3 separate regions of the Anas platyrhynchos genome follow, and regions 1 and 2 are each linked to region 3. Evidence: chromatin contacts called from public Hi-C data. All regions are on one chromosome and are shown on one strand. The core of a region is the stretch at or near the end of the contact, and the rest is flanking DNA. Distances in the headings are between cores, read along the strand shown. Region 1 holds the start of APOO (apolipoprotein O). Region 2 has its middle 29 kb from the start of ZFX. Region 3 has its middle 17 kb from the start of EIF2S3.

Evidence for each region. Hi-C and Micro-C count contacts between places; a contact is called where the count stands out from the background.
Region 1: a Hi-C map of subcutaneous adipose tissue shows a contact between it and region 3, with 2.4 times the contacts expected there. The contact joins the promoter of APOO here to the enhancer-like site in region 3. A contact is called at or near these places in 3 of 8 Hi-C or Micro-C datasets (F1 follicle, small yellow follicle and subcutaneous adipose tissue).
Region 2: a contact with region 3 is called in a Hi-C map of subcutaneous adipose tissue, with 1.8 times the contacts expected there. The contact joins two enhancer-like sites. A contact is called at or near these places in 2 of 8 Hi-C or Micro-C datasets (liver and subcutaneous adipose tissue).

The regions. Positions count from the first base shown.
Region 1 is chr1:116,487,856-116,490,555 of IASCAAS_PekinDuck_T2T, forward strand. It overlaps APOO (apolipoprotein O), which reads right to left and starts at 1,276. Exons shown (of 9, transcript XM_027449056.3): 1 at 1,137-1,276. The coding sequence starts at 1,145.
Region 2 is chr1:116,590,168-116,592,867 of IASCAAS_PekinDuck_T2T, forward strand. No RefSeq gene overlaps it. Among named protein-coding and RNA genes, the nearest start is that of ZFX, 29 kb to the left of the region's middle. Within about 2 kb of position 1,359, at least 3 of the 8 cell types and tissues checked have an H3K27ac peak or open chromatin away from gene starts, as enhancers often do. A contact at or near this core is called in subcutaneous adipose tissue, where this site is marked.
Region 3 is chr1:116,540,897-116,543,596 of IASCAAS_PekinDuck_T2T, forward strand. No RefSeq gene overlaps it. Among named protein-coding and RNA genes, the nearest start is that of EIF2S3, 17 kb to the left of the region's middle. Within about 2 kb of position 1,360, at least 4 of the 8 cell types and tissues checked have an H3K27ac peak or open chromatin away from gene starts, as enhancers often do. A contact at or near this core is called in F1 follicle and subcutaneous adipose tissue, where this site is marked.

The DNA of each region.
Region 1 (2,700 bases), core at 26-2,525, 53 kb before region 3:
CTCCAAAGAGTTTAGCAGCAGGGAAGCCTTTTGGAATAAGCCTTGAAAAATATAATTTCAGAGAGCCACTCAAAAATACAAGTATATAAAATATAATTCCTGAATATGGCAGAAGCCTGTTATGTGAATACACATGAACAGTTTTTACATCATCTTCTTCAGGGTAATGCTACCACACGTGTTTCCTGTATTAAAAACAACACCAGCAACATCTCCAAAATAAAATTTTAATTAAAGTGTAATTCATTGTTGAAAACCTCTGCTTAGGACAAACAAATCCAGTCTACTGTGTTAAACAGCAGGTGTGGGGATTTCTGCTATTTAACACCTTTTACATTGTTTGGAAGTTATCTAAATGTCACCAGAAGTAGCAAGTTCAAATACTTTTAAGTAACTGTGCTTTTTATGTTAATATGCATGCAAACAGCGGAGTGTAAGAATGGAACCAACTTGGCTTCCCAAAGCAACTACTCAAATAGAAACTTCCACTCTCCACATTGATCAAAATATGGAAGTGCAGATAGTTGTCAAAGGTTTCAAGTTTACATTTTAAACAAGAAAATGAAAGTAGCCCATAGAAGTGCAAGATTAACGACTCCTTAAGTGCATGGTTCTCGCTATACTGCAGTGGTCCTCTAGATCAGCCACGCTTACAGGACAGGCAGGACCAGCAGCGCAGCGGTGTACATACACACGGGCACAGCATAACCTTCAGGATCTCGCCCCTTAATTCCATGTTACCCAGGTATTGCCAAGCCGCGGGGCTCAGCAAAACATCCTGGTGTCACTGCGCCTCCTGCTCGCCGTGCAGCTGCTCGGCAGGCTAAAACCCCAAACCACCACGCTTCTGCCTAGGCGGTGCCGCGGGTTCACGCTAACTGAAGAGAAACAGAGCGGGTTCCTCACAGCTTTTGTCTCGTTTTGCTTTTCGAAGTGGAGAATCCACCTTTACGCGTGGGCACGGGATGGCTCCTGAGGGAATCACCCCCGAACCCTGCACGTTCCACCTGCCTCACTGCCTTTCTCCCCGATTCCTCCCTCCCCGGACCGCCAACGGTCGCCAACGGTCGCCAACGGCCGCCAACGGCCGCCAACGGTCACCCGGGACCGTTCCCGGCCGCTCGCGGCCGCCTCACCTTGAGCATGGTGTCGCCGCGCTGTGACGTCACCAGCCCGCGCGCCGCTGAGCGGCGGGCCGGGGGGAGCCCCGCCGTGACGTCACGCGCCGCGCGTGGCCCCGCCCGCAGCGCCGGGACCCGGCCCCCAAGATGGCGGCGGCCGGGCGGGGCGGGGGGGGGAGTCAGAGCCTCCGACCTGAGCGCAGCCTGTGCTGAGGGCTGTGGGTGCAGCGCAGGCTCCAGCAGAGGGTGTTAAGAGCCCCGTTTTTCTGCTCTGAAACGTGCTCTATCGTCTGGTCCTTTTTTTTTTCTGGGACTGGAAGGGAAGGTTGCACTCCTGATTTAGACACCCAGAAAAGACAGCCAGAAAATAACGTTGATCCTCTCCCCATGAGTTTTGTCAAGTCCAAACACTACAGCAATTTAAAATAGTTAATACTGCTTTTAGAATACAAAAGCTAGTGTCCTATTAGTTCTGGGAAAAACGCGTCAAAAAAGATCTTCTACCTAAAAGGTTAAAGCACACAAACAACGTGGTAGTAAATAGCTCATCAGGAAATTCAGGAAATTCATTGTGGAAAGGCAGATGAAGTACTCTAATAATCTTACGTTTTCTTTGTGATCATAGTTCTTATGGTTCCACCTTAAAGAAAATTCCTCCGTTTGTTTATCGTAGTCTCTTTGTAGACTTGATGAAACCAGGAATTATTTTCCAGACTAATGGAGAAGTTTAACCATCATATTATTATACTAGGCAATGCTTCTCAATGAGCCGCTTACAAAAATAGTAGATGATCCTTCGTATTTGTTAGATTGGCAGATTGAACTACTGTCAGAAGCAATCTGAAGTAAAGTAAAAAGACTGTAGTTTGTGCCTGCCATTTCTTTTTAAAGCTGTATTGCATTTTTCTGCTATATTTGACAGGCAGCAGCTGATGCTTGCAAGTTAAATGGGATATCCAAAATATTTCAAACAAATGGTGCAAGATGAGCTTTGGTACCAAAACATACATTAACAGATGAAACACATTGCTACAGTGAAAGATTACATTCATGAAGGAAATGTTTTCAGATATTTTATTAGAGGTTTGTTTACAAGCATTCTCTCTTTAGCAAGGAAGAGTTGTATCTAAAATGTACACATACAAGTGACCTTCGGTTAAAGAATGGGCCTCTTTCACCAGTGAATCGTAGTTTGTGCAGTCAGTTAAATCTGCAGAAAATAAGTGGTCAGGATGTAGCAAACATTTGTGGAAAAATGTTTCTTCAGCGCTTTATGGCAGCTTTGTGAGTATGGAGAGTGACAGGGTAGTTTGCAAAGCAGGCACATTTCTTGATGTGTTTTATTCATCAATGGTGTATGTGTTACGAATACACATTTTTGCGATCTGTTTATATGCAGTAACTACACAGCAATTGATAATGCAGATATAAATATTTGAAGAATAGATAATTTTATAAAATTTTCTAATACAGATAATTTTATTGGCTCCAATTTTATCTTGAGTTCATTTTTTTTTGTTTTGTGAAAGTTCATCTTTTAAGTGATTGATATGACTGATTAAAAAGAAAGGGAAATTCT
Region 2 (2,700 bases), core at 109-2,608, 49 kb after region 3:
TACAAGTGGACCTATAAAGGAAAAAGGGCAGTGCTGAGAGTGCAGTGTCCACCCTGTACTCAGTTTAATGGGTTTTGTACGTTTCAGTCTGGATGCCCATCAGTGTCACCCCTAGTCTTTGCCTTCCAGGTTTGCTTTTCCATGGCAGGCCTCAGCTCTGGTGCTGCAAAAGCAGCTGCAGGTACCAGGCAAAGTGCTGGACTCGCTGCAAAAGCCCTTGCCCAGCCTGCAGAGCCAGGGACATCTCTCCTGCCCCTGAAACCTCACAAAGAGGGGAATCCAGAGCCGCATGCTGTGCAGTGTGCCAGCAATCCCTAGGCACACACATGGGGCTTTTCTTCTCCCATCGCAGGCTTAAGTAAATTCTTGTATCCAAATCCTCATCAGACCCGACCGTACTTAGCTCGTTAGCACTAAGAGGCTTGTGAGCCCTTAATTGGTGATCCCTTTAGAGGGACCAGCAGTGGTAAATGCTTAGTGATCCTGGGAGAGAGGATGTTCCTTGTAGGAAGAGAGCTGATGTCCTGCAGCCTTATGTGGTGTGACTGCTTGCAGCCCGGCCCCGAGTGAGCTGTCTCTGGGAAACATGGCTTGGAAGAGCTGAATGTGTGGCAGAGCTGTGGCCTCGTGGTAAAGGAGGCTGTGCCACTGCGGTGGGGTCTGCCCAGAGGGGACCCCCTGCTGCAGGAGCCCCGCTGGCTTTGGAAAGCAGCTCTGATGGGAGGCTGAACAGCTTTGTGTTTTTTTTTTTGGGGGGTCCTGCAGTTTCCTGGAGCCTCAGGAGTCCTGTTCCCTGTTAGTGCTGCTTGGGTCAGGGGACAGGCAGAAGTCACTAGGGGCAGTTTTCTTCTGATTTTTCAGTTTGCCTGGCCCTGGCCCAAGCCGAGCTAAGCCCTGGTGGCTGACCAGACGATGACACAACTGAGCTTTCTGAGGAGTGCTCAACTCTTCCTCCCTTCCCACCAGTGCGTGAAGTTTCTGGCTGCAGGGATGAGGTCTGAACACCAAGCCAACCAACCAGACCCCCTCTCCTCACCCCAATACTTTGCAATCTCTGGGGAAAGGTGTTGAGGAGTGACCCCAAACAAGCTGAGGGTGCAGCGCTCCCAGCAGACGTGCACCCAGAAGCTGGTGCTGCTCCCGCTGTGGGAAGCGCCTCCTCACCCAGCCCTGCCCGAGGCGCTGCCCCCAGATCACACCCAGGGGCTGCTCTCAGGGCAAAAACCAAATACAACACCTTTATTGAAAGAGAGGAATCGCTTGAAGAAATCATCGCCCAGGCTGGGCTCGGGCCCCGTCCCCCCAGCGGCGGCAGGGCTGTGGCACCCAGGGACACGGCCACGGCTGCAGCGGCGCTGGGGGGCCCCCTGCCCGCAGAGCTGGCAGGAGCAGCTCCTGCTCCTCCTGCTGCTGCTGCCGGAGCCCTTCCCTGCCTCCAGCACGGTGCCAGCCCACCCCGGGCACTTCTGCCTCTGGCCCAGGTCCCTGTCCCCCAGCGTCCCCCCCCCGGCCCGGGGAGGCCCCATCGCTAGGTGGCAATGCCGGGCAGGCATCTCCTCACACGGCGCCCCCGGCCGGCAGGAAGGGAGGGAGGTGGCAGCTCGGCCTCAAGGTTGCACCAGGGGAGGTTCAGGTTGGCAATGAGGAGCCATTTCTGCTCAGGAAGGGCAGCCAGGCGCTGGGACGGGTTGCCCAGGGAGGTGGTGGAGTCACCGTCCCTGGGGGTGCTCAAGGAGAGGCTGGGTGTGGTGCTGGGGGACAGGGCTCAGTGGGTGACACTGGCAGTACGGTGATGGCTGGACCAGGTGATCTTGGGGGTCTTTTCCCACCTTAATGAGTCCATGATCCTACCATCACCGATTCACTATCGAGGGATGTTGGTTCATGCAAAGCGCGGGTGAGATTATGCGTAGTCTCCATCATGCAGACAAATGCGTTCATCACAGCTAATGTTGTTACAGCGAGTGCTAAAGGAATTAATGATTCGCCTCTTAATTTCCTCTTCTCCTACTCTTTTCAGCTTTCTTTTGCTTTAATAAACTGGTCTGGAGCCAACTGCAACATCAGGTCGGTAATGACTCCAAGCACCGGTTATGCTGCTATCGTGGCAATTTAAATTGTCACTTTCTATTAAAAGGTCTAACTCCAAGTGGTTTTAGCTGAAAGCATCGGCACTGACAGTGCAATTAAATAAAGAAACTCTTTTCTTGGGATGTCAGTGCACACACATTTTAAATAAGGGTTCAGAAACATCTTGCTAATTTTAACTACAGTATAGCTTTCTAGTGAAGAATAATACCTGATTCAGGGATTTTTTTCCATGCCGTGTGACAGTTTCCATTGTTGTGTTAAGAGACTTAAAGGAATGATCAGCCAAAGGAGTCCATCCATCTTTGAAAACCTCTTATCTCCACCATAAAAATGGGCAGTGTTGCATAAGCAGAAGCCATAATTTCTCAGCATGTACCCATGAAAAGACATTCATCCTGTTCCTGAAGGACTCTGATTTGCCTGCCTCAAGACAGCTTGTAAGAACTGTTCACTTTATTGCGTGTTCATACAGATCTTTGTCTACACCTATACAGGCTACTGTTCAGAAATGTGCTATGCATGGTTCACTTCATGTGTCTCACATTCTGTTTATCTACATATTTTAAGTCCTTTATAAAGTATTTTTTCAGGAGAAGAGACTCCATCCAT
Region 3 (2,700 bases), core at 110-2,609:
ATACTGGGGAAAAAATGTCATTATCTTAGTAACATGTTGGTATTTTCTCTAATGCTTTAGTATGTTTGTTGGTTAGGGTATTGCATACATGCAGCACTTGCTCAATGCAAAAAGGACAGTGAATGGATACGCAGGAAACTAATTCTGTGATGCAGCAAAGGGATAAAGAAAGATAAAAGCTTGTATTTGTGTGTGATGTTTATTGAGGTCCTTTCTTTGAAGAAACTTATAAAATGCTGAGGAACATATAAAGTCTTAAAAGGATGAGTAGGCTTAGATTCAACAAAAAATTAGGGTGATTTTTTTTTTTCTGCTTTTCGTACCTTAAAAAGAGGAGGTTTGGGGAAAGCTTGGTTTGTAATCATACATATGCGTGGGAAAGGAATTCGCAGGTGGCTCCATGCTGTTTCACATGTCCTTGAATTAGAGATCATGAGGAAACAAGCGGTAGAAACAAAAACTTGAGTAAGGTTGAGATAAAGTAACTTGGCGACAGTGTTGAAGATGAGCTTTGGGCAGTGGCCAATTGCTGGCTGGCTCCAGGTGCGTGTCTGAGGGTCTCTAACCAGTTGTATGACCGATTCGGGCGCGTGGACAGCGTGTGGAGCTATGGGGAAAGTATGTGTAGTAGTGAAAAAGGGCAATAAAGGCCTTCTGCTCAGGAGCCATCAGGAGTCTGTGTCTTGCATCCCTTCAATGGTGACCCCGAGGTGGGAGGAGCAGCGCTGCAGGAGTGTCTGAAGGGAACCCAGCCGAAGGAGTCAAGCTGGCAGCTGGACTGCAGCTTCAGCCCCGGGACATGGCCTGAGGGACAGGTGAGCGGCTGGGCGTTAATCATGGGAGCTGGCCTTTCTAGCCTTTCGCCAGAGGAAGAGGCTATCGTGAAACTACTAACGCAACTCCTAAAAGAGAGGGGAGTAAAAAATGAGCCATTTAAGATAAAGCTACTATTGAATTTTTTGCGAAAACAAGGGTTCCCCTCAATGGCTTCCACGGTATTTGATGTAAAAACTTGGGACCAAGCGGGGAAAATACTATGGGAAGCAGCGTCCAGGGGGGATACTGATGCTGCTGAGGTGATTACTACGTGGTGGCTGGTGACTGAGACTTTAAGATTGTGGCAGGCAGAAAAGACAGTACGGAGCACTGCTGCCCAGGCCGTAACAGCAGCCAAACCGAGATCAGAGCCTGCAAGGTCACCAGGGAGGTGCAAGCTGATAGACCTGGGGGATGACAAGGAGGGGGGCCGCAGACCGCTGCTGAACCCCTCGGCTCCTGCCTTGCCTACCCCCGGTAATGCCTTCCAGTGGGACCTAATTAAAGAATTAAGGAAGGCTGTGAGCACGCATGGACTACGCGCACCATTCACTCAGTCGTTGTTGGAGTATGTTATGGCTGGCCAGCTGCTGGTGCCGTACGACTGCCGTCAGATAGCCGCGCTGATTTTAACGCCGAAACACAAATTGCTCTGGGAGCAAACATGGGAAGCAGGGTGCAGGTTAGCCGCCCTGGGCAACATGCAGCGGCCGCCCGGTGACCCCCTCCGCGGGGCCGGGGTCCCACAGCTGATGGGGACGGGGCCGTTCCTGGACCCGAGGCTGCAGGCTCGGCTCAACGCCGCCATCCTGCGGCAGGCCGCCTCCCTGGCCCTGCAGGCCATGCTGAAGTTGCCTGGAGCTGGAGAAGCCGAGCCACCGTTCACCAGCGTCAGGCAACGCCTTACCGAGCCCTACATGCGGTTCATTGGCAGACTGCGGGGCGCTTTGGACAGACAAATTGACAACCGCGAGGCGAAGGAGGTCCTTACGCTAAAACTGGCAGTGGAAAACGCAAACGCAGACTGTAAGAAAATACTCCGAGCCCTGCCTGCTAACACTACGTTGGTGCAAATGATAAAGGCTTGCAGTCCAGCTGGGTCCATCGACCATCACGCTGCCGCTTTGGCTGCAGCTTTTGCTGCCGCGCTTAAAAGCGGGGGTAAGCGGTGCTTCCACTGCCGAGCCACGGGGCATTGTGCCACCCAATGCCCACAGCGAGGAGCCGGGGGGGAACGTGGTAACCCTGCTCCTCCCACCATCTGCCCACGGTGTGGCAAGGGGTGGCACTGGGCTAGGCAGTGCCGCTGGAAGCATAACGCAGAGGGTCAGCCTGCACAGCCGCGGCGGGGACACGGCAAGCGGAGCGCGGGACAGGGCCGCACGATGACACCAGTGGCCGGGCTGTCCTCGCAGAAGTCACTGGGGCAGGCGGTGATGACTACTGGGCCGCAACCACAGCCGCCCCCTGCTCCTGCGTCACCGTGGGTTCCCTCACAGCCCAAACCCAAGAAAGCGCCGCATGGGATGGCTCTGCAGTAATGAGCTGCACCCTTTGGGACATTCAGATCTGTGAAATACCTCTGAACGTAAAGGGATCAATAGGGAAGAGATGCAGCACCCTCTTGCTAGGGCGGTCTAGCACCACGCTAATGGGTCTTTTTGTGCTGCCTGGAGTAATCAATGCTGATTATGAAGGAATAACACGAGCAATGGCATGGACTCCCTCTCCTCCAGGGCTCATACCTAAGCGGACTAGAATTGCACAGTTCATGCTATCTGAAGCCATAGTTCCACAAGCAGAGACACACGACCAACACAACGTGGGGTTTGGATTGACGGGACCCCCATCAGTTTTTTGGGCCTCGGCCATCGCCATCAAGAG